2 separate regions of the Sus scrofa genome follow, and region 1 is linked to region 2. A link is a contact called in public HiChIP or PLAC-seq data. All regions are on one chromosome and are shown on one strand. The core of a region is the stretch at or near the end of the contact, and the rest is flanking DNA. Distances in the headings are between cores, read along the strand shown.

Region 1 (4,874 bases), core at 45-2,544, 240 kb after region 2:
TCAGACTCCTGCTCACACAGCTAGAGTGGAGCACATGGGCACCAAATCCACATCTAAGAGAACTCCAGGCCCGTGCACCTTCCTCTCTACAAACATTTCTCAGCTTTGGAATGACTGACACTTGGGGCCAGATCATCTTCTTTGGGGAGATGGCCTGTCCTGTGCATTGGAGGATGTTCCACTGCATCCCCAGGTCTCTCCACCCTTGATGCCTGGAGCATCCCTTCCGCCTCATCCCAAGTTGTGACAACCAACAATGTCTGCTAAATTTCACCTGGGGGACAAATCTGCTCCCTATTAAGTCTGACTGCTGACATCCCATGGGCAACCCCAGGGCATGCCGGCGCTAAGACTGCTGTCCCCTTCCAAGCTCCCAAGCTGGGGCAGTCTGCATCCTCCTGGGAATCGCCTTCTGGCGCCTTCTTGCTTTTGGTGCGGTTCCTGCTCCATCACTGCCATGCTGTCCCTCCACTGTTCAAATCCTACCCTTCCTTCCAGGAACCAGTCCAGGTCCCCTCACTGCAGGGAGTCCCCATGACGACGGGAGCCCCCAAGGAGCACCTTCTCAAAGTTAACAAGCCTTCTAATTGGTATCCCTACTTCCTCTTCGCCCTCTATGGTCTGGAGTTCACAGTTCAGCGGGAGGGATGGCTTCAGCACAGAAAACAGACCAGGCCCTCACTGGCCCAAGAGGAAGGCCTCCTACCCTCTGGCCTCTGCCCACATCTGCAACCTCATTCTTCCCTCCCCTCCTTTCTGCCACGCTGGCCCCTGGTCCAACACAAGCCTGTGTGCTTCCTTGCATGTGCTGTTCCCTCTGCCCAGTACACTCTTCCACCGACCTTTGCTTGGCTGAACCTCCAGGGGTGTGGGTAGGGGACCCTCCTAATCCTCGTGGCACCTCCCACTGCCTGACGTTTCCTCATTTGCCTACGTGATTACTGTTCATCTCCAACTCCCACCCCACGGCGGGATGCGGCCTCTCCAAGGGCAGGGCTGGCTCGGCGTGATGCCTGCCTGGGTCACGTCTCGGGTGCTCGGGAAATGCCGGGGGGTGGAGGGAGAGCGGAGCGCGCGCGGAGCCTCGGGCTCCTCCAAGACGGGGACACCGAGGCCCGGGAGGGGCAGGTCCCCGGTGGGCCCCAAGCTGTGGCACGCGTTGCCAGACTGGGACCCCGCTCCCAGTCCTGCCCGGGTCCCCCCTCCCACCGACCCCGGGAGCGCGCCGAAGGCCCGCCGCGCGCCCACTCACCTCGTAGCGGGCGCTTGGGATTCCTCCTCCCGGAAGTGCGAGGCCGAGCGCCGCCACCCGCCCGGGGAACTTCTGCCGGAAGCCGCCGAGGGCGGGGCGGGGCGGGGATGGGGGCGGGGCGGGGGCGGGGCCGAGGGCGCTCTGCGGAGACCCCGTGCAGCGCGCCCTCGCTCTGCTTCACGGGTTGCTCCCGGCGCCCCGCGCCGAGCAGGGTCTTGGGCTGTGGTTGTTTGTCTCCTGGGTTCCACCGGGGTCTCGGCCTGGAGCCCCGGTGCCTCCTGCAGACCCCTGCGCACCTCTGGCAGCCAGAAAACCGTCAGCTGCTTACAAATTAAGTATTTACTTTCTCCAAGCTAGTGCTGGGCAACCATGGAAACACTAAGCTCTCTCCTGGGCTTTTTCTTCTGGGAGCTCAAGCCAGCTGGGGAGTGATGTTAGGGGCTTTAAATATTAGGACTTAGAAGATCCATGAGAGGTAATAAATAATAAACATTAAACATTTTCTGAATGCCTGAACCTTTAAAGAATGATCTCAATTTCAGTGAGTCGGAGAGCATCCCAGACTGAGGAAATAAGGAGGCCAGAAGAAGACTGGAGCCTGGCTTGGAGCCCACTTGTTTATAAAAAAAACCATGGTTGGAAAAGTAACCAAGGGGCAGGTTGCAATGAGCCCAAAAATGCCAGTAGGGAGTTGGGATCCTCCTCATCTTGCAGGATGGATTAAAAGGCCGAGAGCATATGGAGAGAGGGAAACATTTGGAGGCTAGGGCAGGCTAGGGTTGCAGATTGAGGCCCAGTTTGGGACTTTTTGCCTCCTAGATCTGTAGCTCTAAGGCTGGCTGCAAACAGGAGTCCTTGCAATGGACTCAGCTGGGCTCCCTGGCCTCGCTGAACAGAAGGATGGAGGCCAGAGTGTCAAAGCAGTTCATTATGCAAGCCGCTGCTGCCCAGCCCCACCAGCTGGCATCACGCAGGCATTCGCTCATTCAGCACTTACCATCACCTACAATGGCACCCAGGCTCTGGGCTTTATTCAGCCCCCAAGGCTGCATGCACTTGCTGTGCCTTTTGAAAGTGCTGATTCTCAGCCTCTTCTCCCTCAGAGGCAGGATGCAGTATCTACATCACCGTCCTCATTCTAGCCTCCCAGCTACCAAGGCTGAGGTTTGGAGCTACGGCGTAAAACACCAGCTGGTAGGCTGGGCACCAAGCATCGGCAACACACAGGGTGAAGAACTTGCCTTTTCTGTAAGGCATGAGGACTGGAGCTGTTCCTGGCTGTGTCCCTGGCAGGAAGAAGAGGGAGGACATGTCCACGCGGGTGTAGAGTATGCCTTTTCCTGCTGTACCCGGCAGGCTTGAGCAGAAAGCACTTTGTCTTGGTGTGACAGTCTGTGGCATCATTAACCAGCAGGGGTGTGTGTGTGTACCCGCGTGCACGCAGGCATGAGCTTGGTGGGGGCAGAGTCCTTGAAGAGGAGGAAGGGACTCTTGGAAGGGACTCTTGACGGCTCCAGTTGGAGCTCGCTAACATCTCCCAGACACACTGCAATGAAGCCTTGTCAAGGTGAAAGCTCCCTTGGGCAGGGAGCAAGTACAGAGAAAGAGCTGTTAATAGGAACGAGTTTGTACATGAAAGAGTATTTATTGAAAACATGGTTACTGACAGGAAGCTCCCAGCCACTCAGGTTACAATCTTAGCCCACAACTGGAAGTGTTACCTTTTTGTTTTTTGGCCTCCCATTTTATTTTCCCTCCAACATTCCATCCTAGGATAGGTAGATCTTATATAAATATATATACACGTCTGTATAAGTATGGCCTATAGTAAAGAAAATATATAGTACCCTCTTCATTGGGCAGTACCCACCATGCCAGGCTACCAATACTGAATGCCCCTGTGTTTACACGTGGCCAAGGAGAGAGGCTGTGCGTGTGGTTTACAAGCGCTGCAGCACCAGGGAAGGCCCACTGGCACAGCTGTGGCCTTGCCTGGCCCCAGCCGGCTCCCTGAAATCAAAGCCAATGGGAGGAACCACAGCGCTGGGCCAGAGAGGAAGGACAGGCAAGCCTCCTGAGTCTGGAAGGCCAAAGGGAAGCAAACGGGAAGGCTGCCATTCAGGTTAGGGGGCGATTTCTCCCCGAAGAAGGAAAAGACAAAGGGGGGGACGTGGAATCTAGTGACCTCACCTCAGTCTGGGCCGAGGCCACATCTAGGCTTTCCCTGTAGAGTCCCTTGAGACTAAGAGGGTGGGACTTAGCCTGCTTGTCTCTGACTTGCCAGGATGAGCGACTGAGGCCTTGTAGGGAGAAATGTCCATCTGCCCACCCAACTGTGTGAGCAGGAGGATCCGGTGGCTCTGGAGACCAGAGATGTCAGAGCCAGACCTCGGCGGCGGCAGCAGCAGCAGCAGCAGCGGCAGCAGCATGATGGCCTTGGACGAGGCCAGGATGAGCCCTCACGAAGACGGCAAAAGCAGGGGCAAGGCATCTACTACGCAAAGGCCGAGGCCTCCACTTAGATCTGAGACACAGGCACGGGCTCCCAAAGGCAGCCTCCCCATGGCTCTCAACACGCTCAGCACATGTGTCCTCTGCAGGCAGCCTGTCCTGGGCCAGCTCTGGCCCACATGGAGAGCCAGCTGACTGGCGAGCGGGCTCAGTTAGAAAAGGTGAGTGGCTGTTCTTAACTCCAGCTCAAGAAGCAGTTTCTTGGCCTGGAAGGCAAGGGCGTGTGCTGTTCATTCCTCACGGCCCGATCCCAAGCTCCACGGTGACGGGGCGGGCAGAGCACCCGCCTTCACGACTCAGAGTGGACAGGGACCAAGAGGAAGCTCTGGGTGGTCCGAGGTGGGTTTGAGGAGTGACTGGCATTGACTGGCCACCACAGTCACTACAGATTCTGTACAAGCAAAAGACAAGGCACCAGACTGTGAATGTTTCTCCTGGGCCCCAAGTCCCTTGCTGGGTGCCGCTGACTCTGGCTCTGGCCTCAGCCGTAGTGATAGACGAAGTCATAGCTGCTGGGCTCCTTGGGCACCGGCGGAGGGGCCTCGGGGATCTGGATATTCTCCAGGTCCAGCAGCCGCAGCTTCATCTCCATGCTTAGCAGGGTGTCCAGGTCACTCTTGGTCAGCTCGCTGGACATGTCCTTCCCCAGAAGGGCACTGAGGCCATCGATCCAGATGCAGTACTGTGGGGAGCAAGTTGCAAAATGTCACCTGGTGGCCCCTGGTCAATGGGAGGTCCTGCCAAGGTCCCTTTCCTAAGAGGGCTCACGCCGTCTCTTGGGGCCTACTCGGTGCAGGCAAGGCTGATCTGGGATGACAGCAAAGATGAACTGGGAGGTGAGAGAGACCTTTCGGTTTTTCTAAGAGGTTTACATTTAAACTCCCTGAGACAATTTGAAATGGGATTTTAATTTTTTTAATTTAAAAAAACTTTTTTAGCCACATTCGCAGCAAGCAGAAGTTCCTAGGCCAGGGATCGAACCTGCACCGTATCATTGACCTGAGCCACAGCAGTAACGACGCTGGCTCCTTAACCCACTGAGCCACCAGGGAATTCCGAAGTGTGATTTTTAAAAAGGGAATGAATGCAAAATAAGAGCTACCAACAGGGA
Region 2 (4,301 bases), core at 1,735-4,234:
CTCCTGGGTCCTGAGAGGGCGTGGGGAGGTAGCTGTGCACATCCCAGGTTGGCCGATGGCGAGGGCTTTCCAGAGAAGGGGCCCCTGAGTTGAGCCTTGAAGGATGAGAAAGAGTTGATTCAGTGAAAGGATGCTGGGAAAGGCAGAGATGACAGCACAATCTGGGGCAGTAAGTTGAAGGCAGGAAGGACAGTTAGAGATGCAGGCCCCGAAACTCATGGCCTCGAGGACCTGTGGGCTTAAGAAGTGAGGGATCTGGGGAGTTGCTTCAAACCTGAGAGTGGCACAATCAGGTTGGCATATTAGAACCATCTGGTAACCGGATGCCGGCAGTGCTGCAGACTTGACCTGCAAGGCACACTTCTCACCCATTCACCTGGCCCTGTGATCTTCCTCCAAAGGGCTTTTCTTCTGTGACTCCAAAATCCTGGGTCTCCATTCTTTGGAATGTCCTTTGCCCTATTCCCATGATTAAGCCATTCACAGTTCCACCCTTTGATGGTATCTGACATGTTGCCACCCTCCCCATAAGCATCTCCTCCCTTTCCTCCTCCAGCATCCTCTCCCCGGACCAAAGAGATGCAATGCCTTCTCTGGGCCTGTGCCCGCCAGCCCGTGTGTCTCCTCGGGATATTCACATACTAAAATATCTTCCCTTTATCTCATCCGGTCTTCGCCCCATGGGGCAACCCGAAGGCTACTATTTATTCTTTCACACATTAATTTAAGCTGCTTTAATTGCTGCTATGATATGTTTTATATAATATAATTAATGTTTTAATTCTGTGTACTTGCTTCCCAAGGCAGTTTTGTGAAGGGCCCAATTTTAGAATCAAGCAAATAAAGAATAAGTAATGGCTGAATTTATGAGAGTAACGCCCCCCACTTCCCCCCTAGGAATTAAAACTCTGCTTGTGTTTTCAAAGTGGGTTAAAAAGGGAAAAGATATTTTAAGGTTCTCTTCATCCCAGGCATGCTTGTGTGGCTTTCACGAAGCCCCCTGGTCCCTAATTTCAAGTGTTCCTAGACTACTGGTGTCTGATCACCCACGTGAGGTCTGTGTTGAGGCTACTAGCTTTGTACCCGCTTCCCAATGGAGTCTGTGCCTAGAATGAAAAGTTACTGAACCTACTCATTTATTCATTCAGCAGATGCGTATTGGTGCCCAGGACTGGGATAGATTCTGTCCTGCCCTCAAAGAGCTCGAAGTCAAACGGGGCCAGGCAGATGGGGTGACAGTCCAGCAGGCTAATGCTGTGAGTGCACAGTAGGGGGCAGGGGCTAAGGGGGGGTAGAATATCTACCTCTGTCTCAGGCAGGGAGTTAAGAGGAGGTGAAATTTAAAGGGGTTCCAGGAAGGGAGAAGGAAAGAAGGCAACAGCAAGACACAGTAAGAAAAAAAATTGTGTGTTTGGAAAATGGGGAGAAGGCGAGTATGGCTGAAGCCAGTGTTCATGGGAGGACATGGCAGGGTGTGAGTGTGGGGAGAGAGGGTGAGGCTGAGTGGAGACCAGCCACGCTGTGTCAGGAGGACTTTGGAGCATCCTGAGGGCATAGGAGAGTACAAAGAGGTTTCTAAAGTTTGAAGTGCCTCATCAGACCAGATCTTACAAATAGGACTGCAACAGTGCACCCAGAGAGAGAGAGAGAGAGAGAGAGAGAGAGAGAGAGAGAGAGAGAGAGACAGGCAAGAAGGGGGAAGAGGGAGGGAGAGGTAGAAAGAGAGGGAGGAAGCTGTCTGGAACATAGCAGAAGCTGAACAAATGCTTACTGAATGAATGAGGCTGCCGGGACAGCAGGGGTGAAAGATGCTGACTCAGAATTCTGGTAATAGCAAAGGGGATAGAAAAGAAGGGATGGATTCCAGAGGTAGAATCTACACATCTGCAAATGTGCCCTTTGCAGTAGCAGCCCTCTCCTCTCCCATCCTCTCTGGTCCTGTGTAGTGTGTTCTTTTGGCCCGGCCCAGAAATTCAAAGCTTGGAGGGCCACCACCCCAAATGCTATCTAGTTCAAACTCCTCAGGTTTCATTGAAGAAAGCTGAGGCTCAAGGAAATGCATCCCATCAGAGGCAGAGCCTAGACCAGAACCCAGGTGTTTCCTGCTGCAGAGCAGAGTGAGTTAACACTGGTTCAAGAAACGGCTTGGAGAGCCTGAACCAGGGAAATAACAGGTACAAGGGTGTATGTGTTTCTGCAGAACTAGGGGATCCTCAGTCTTCTAAGATTCTCAAAGGGTCCTACCATCCCACAGAAGGCTGGTCTACTCTAAGTGACTGTCTCCAGACGGCAGATGGGAACTGGGAGGGAATAGACTCTGATAGGGATTGCATGGATGGATGGATGGATGGGGAGGCTGGGACGCTGAGCCCACGCGAGGGAATTTCCTTTGAAAGAGAGTGAAACTGTAAGCTGGGAAACTCTTTTCCTTGAAATGCCTCCCCAGCCCTCCTCCCACGCCCCAGCTGTGGCCTTCCCGTTTTCTGGGAACTTCCTCAGGCCTCTCCATCCACGCGGTGGGGGACGTTTTTCGGTTCTGTCGGGATTGCCAGAGGCGGCGGGGAAGAACCGCGGGGAGTTTTCCCAACACCCGGAGGGATCTCTCTTCCCTCCCCTCGGCCCCCCCCCAGCTCCGCCCAGGAAGCAGGCTGCCTCCTGGCTCACCTAAGCTTGGCCTTCGTAGTCCCAGGGGGGCGAGGAGCCCCAAGAAGGGGCTTTTCCTGGACCATACGTCCCCCTTCTCCCCAACTCCCGCCAAAGCGCGTCCCTAAACTCCCGAGGGAATTAGACCACTTGGGAATGTCCTAGGGGAAATCCCGGGGAGGGGCAAGGCCGGGAACTCCGCCCCCCGCCAGGGAGGCTGGTCGCGATTGGTTCCCGAAGACCCCGCCCCTTTCCTGGGAGGTCCGTGGACTGGGACAGGGGAACTGGTAGAGGCCCAGTCCCCGCGGCCTCTGCACTGGCTGCCTGGTTTACGCCTCGCCATGGTTCGTCTGCCTCTGAAGTGTCTCCTCTGGGGCTGCTTTTTGACCGCCGTAAGTTGAATTTCTGTTCCAACCAGAGGCGGGAATTTGAGATTTGAGAGTAGGGAATGGGAAGAGAAGTGAGACTTTGCGGAGGGGAACTTCCTAGCTGATTTGGGGGGTGCGGGGCAGCTGGGTGGAAGCTGGGTAAGGTACACGGGGTCCTGGCTGAATGGGGTGGGCTGCCTCTCTCTCCTCCCAGGCAGAGGGGTCTCAGGTAGCCCACAGAGAGCGCATGGTGGGGTCACTGTAGGAAACTTGCCTAGCCGGCGGCGATGGGGCTGCGGTTTGGGGAACCTGAAGCTTTATCTGGTCAGACTAGAGTCCTGGAGTAGGGGTCTGCCGGGGGCTGGCCACAACGAGACACGACACCGCCACACGAGACACAGGACGGGTTTCCGAAGTGGGGAGGGAGCCCAGCCAAGGGAAAGGGTTGGTCTGGCCAGTTTCCTGTCTCTTTCCTATTGTGGACAGATGCCAGCCTCTGTGAGTGGTTATCACCTCCTGGCCAGCTGGGGCTGCCTTCTTTTAGGGCATCTTGTGGGAACAAGGGATGAATGCAGAGGCCCAGGTGCTTCTTTGAGAAGCCTAGGAGCTTTTAACACTCCCACCTCCAGCCCCAAATCCTGAGTGATCTGACTTAGGAGGGATATCTAAGGCTGTGTTTCTGCCTCCTGAGTTTAAGATGACATAGGAGACTCTGGGGGAAATGAACAGTTTATGGGAACACGAAAGGGTTAGAAGCCCAGTGGGGGTTTCTCTAGGCACCAGAAAGGCTCGGATATGCCCAACCAAGCATATCTCCGGAATTTTCAGAGGCCCACACTTGACTCGCTTTTAGTTTAAATGTATTTTTGTAGTTCCTCATTTTGGAGGCCGGGAATCCCCCCAGTACCTGACACTCTCATTCCAGCCCCTTCGGTCTCCCCCTAACTTTCAAGGGCTGTAGTTTCTGGCATGAAGGCAGAACAGGAATGACCCATGAAGTAGGGGGTTGGCAGCCAGGGAAGAGAGGGGAGGCTGCTTTGGTCTCAGTGCTTTCATGTTCACTCTAAGCAATGGCTCTCAGGGAGAAAGGAGGCAGGAAGAGGGCTCATGGAGAAGAAGCGGAGGAAACGCCGGGGGAGATAGGATGAAGCGTGGTCTGGGCTTCTCAAGAGCAAACTCCCAGTTATAGCTCCAGGTTGAGATGAAGCTCAGCAACAGCTGGAGCTATTTATGGAGCGTTTCCTGGGTGTCAGGCTCTGAGCAAAATGCTTTACTCTCTGTCTGACTTCT

The links. HiChIP or PLAC-seq counts read pairs in DNA pulled down with a chosen protein or histone mark.
Region 1: a contact with region 2 is called in an H3K27ac HiChIP or PLAC-seq map of alveolar macrophages. The contact joins the promoter of SLC35C2 here to the promoter of CD40 in region 2. A contact is called at or near these places in 2 of 47 Hi-C or Micro-C datasets (embryonic fibroblasts and fetal skeletal muscle) and 1 of 2 datasets of contacts at active chromatin or transcription factors (alveolar macrophages).

What each region holds. Positions count from the first base shown.
Region 1 is chr17:48,523,818-48,528,691 of Sscrofa11.1, forward strand. It overlaps SLC35C2 (solute carrier family 35, member C2), which reads right to left and starts at 1,295. Exons shown (of 10, transcript NM_001185159.1): 1 at 1,253-1,295. ELMO2 (engulfment and cell motility protein 2) reads right to left here. Exons shown (of 21, transcript XM_021078300.1): 21 at 2,882-4,445. The coding sequence ends at 4,245.
Region 2 is chr17:48,283,132-48,287,432 of Sscrofa11.1, forward strand. CD40 (CD40 molecule) reads left to right here and starts at 2,985. Exons shown (of 9, transcript NM_214194.1): 1 at 2,985-3,035. The coding sequence starts at 2,985. All of the region lies in intron 1 of LOC106506699 (a long non-coding RNA gene), which reads right to left.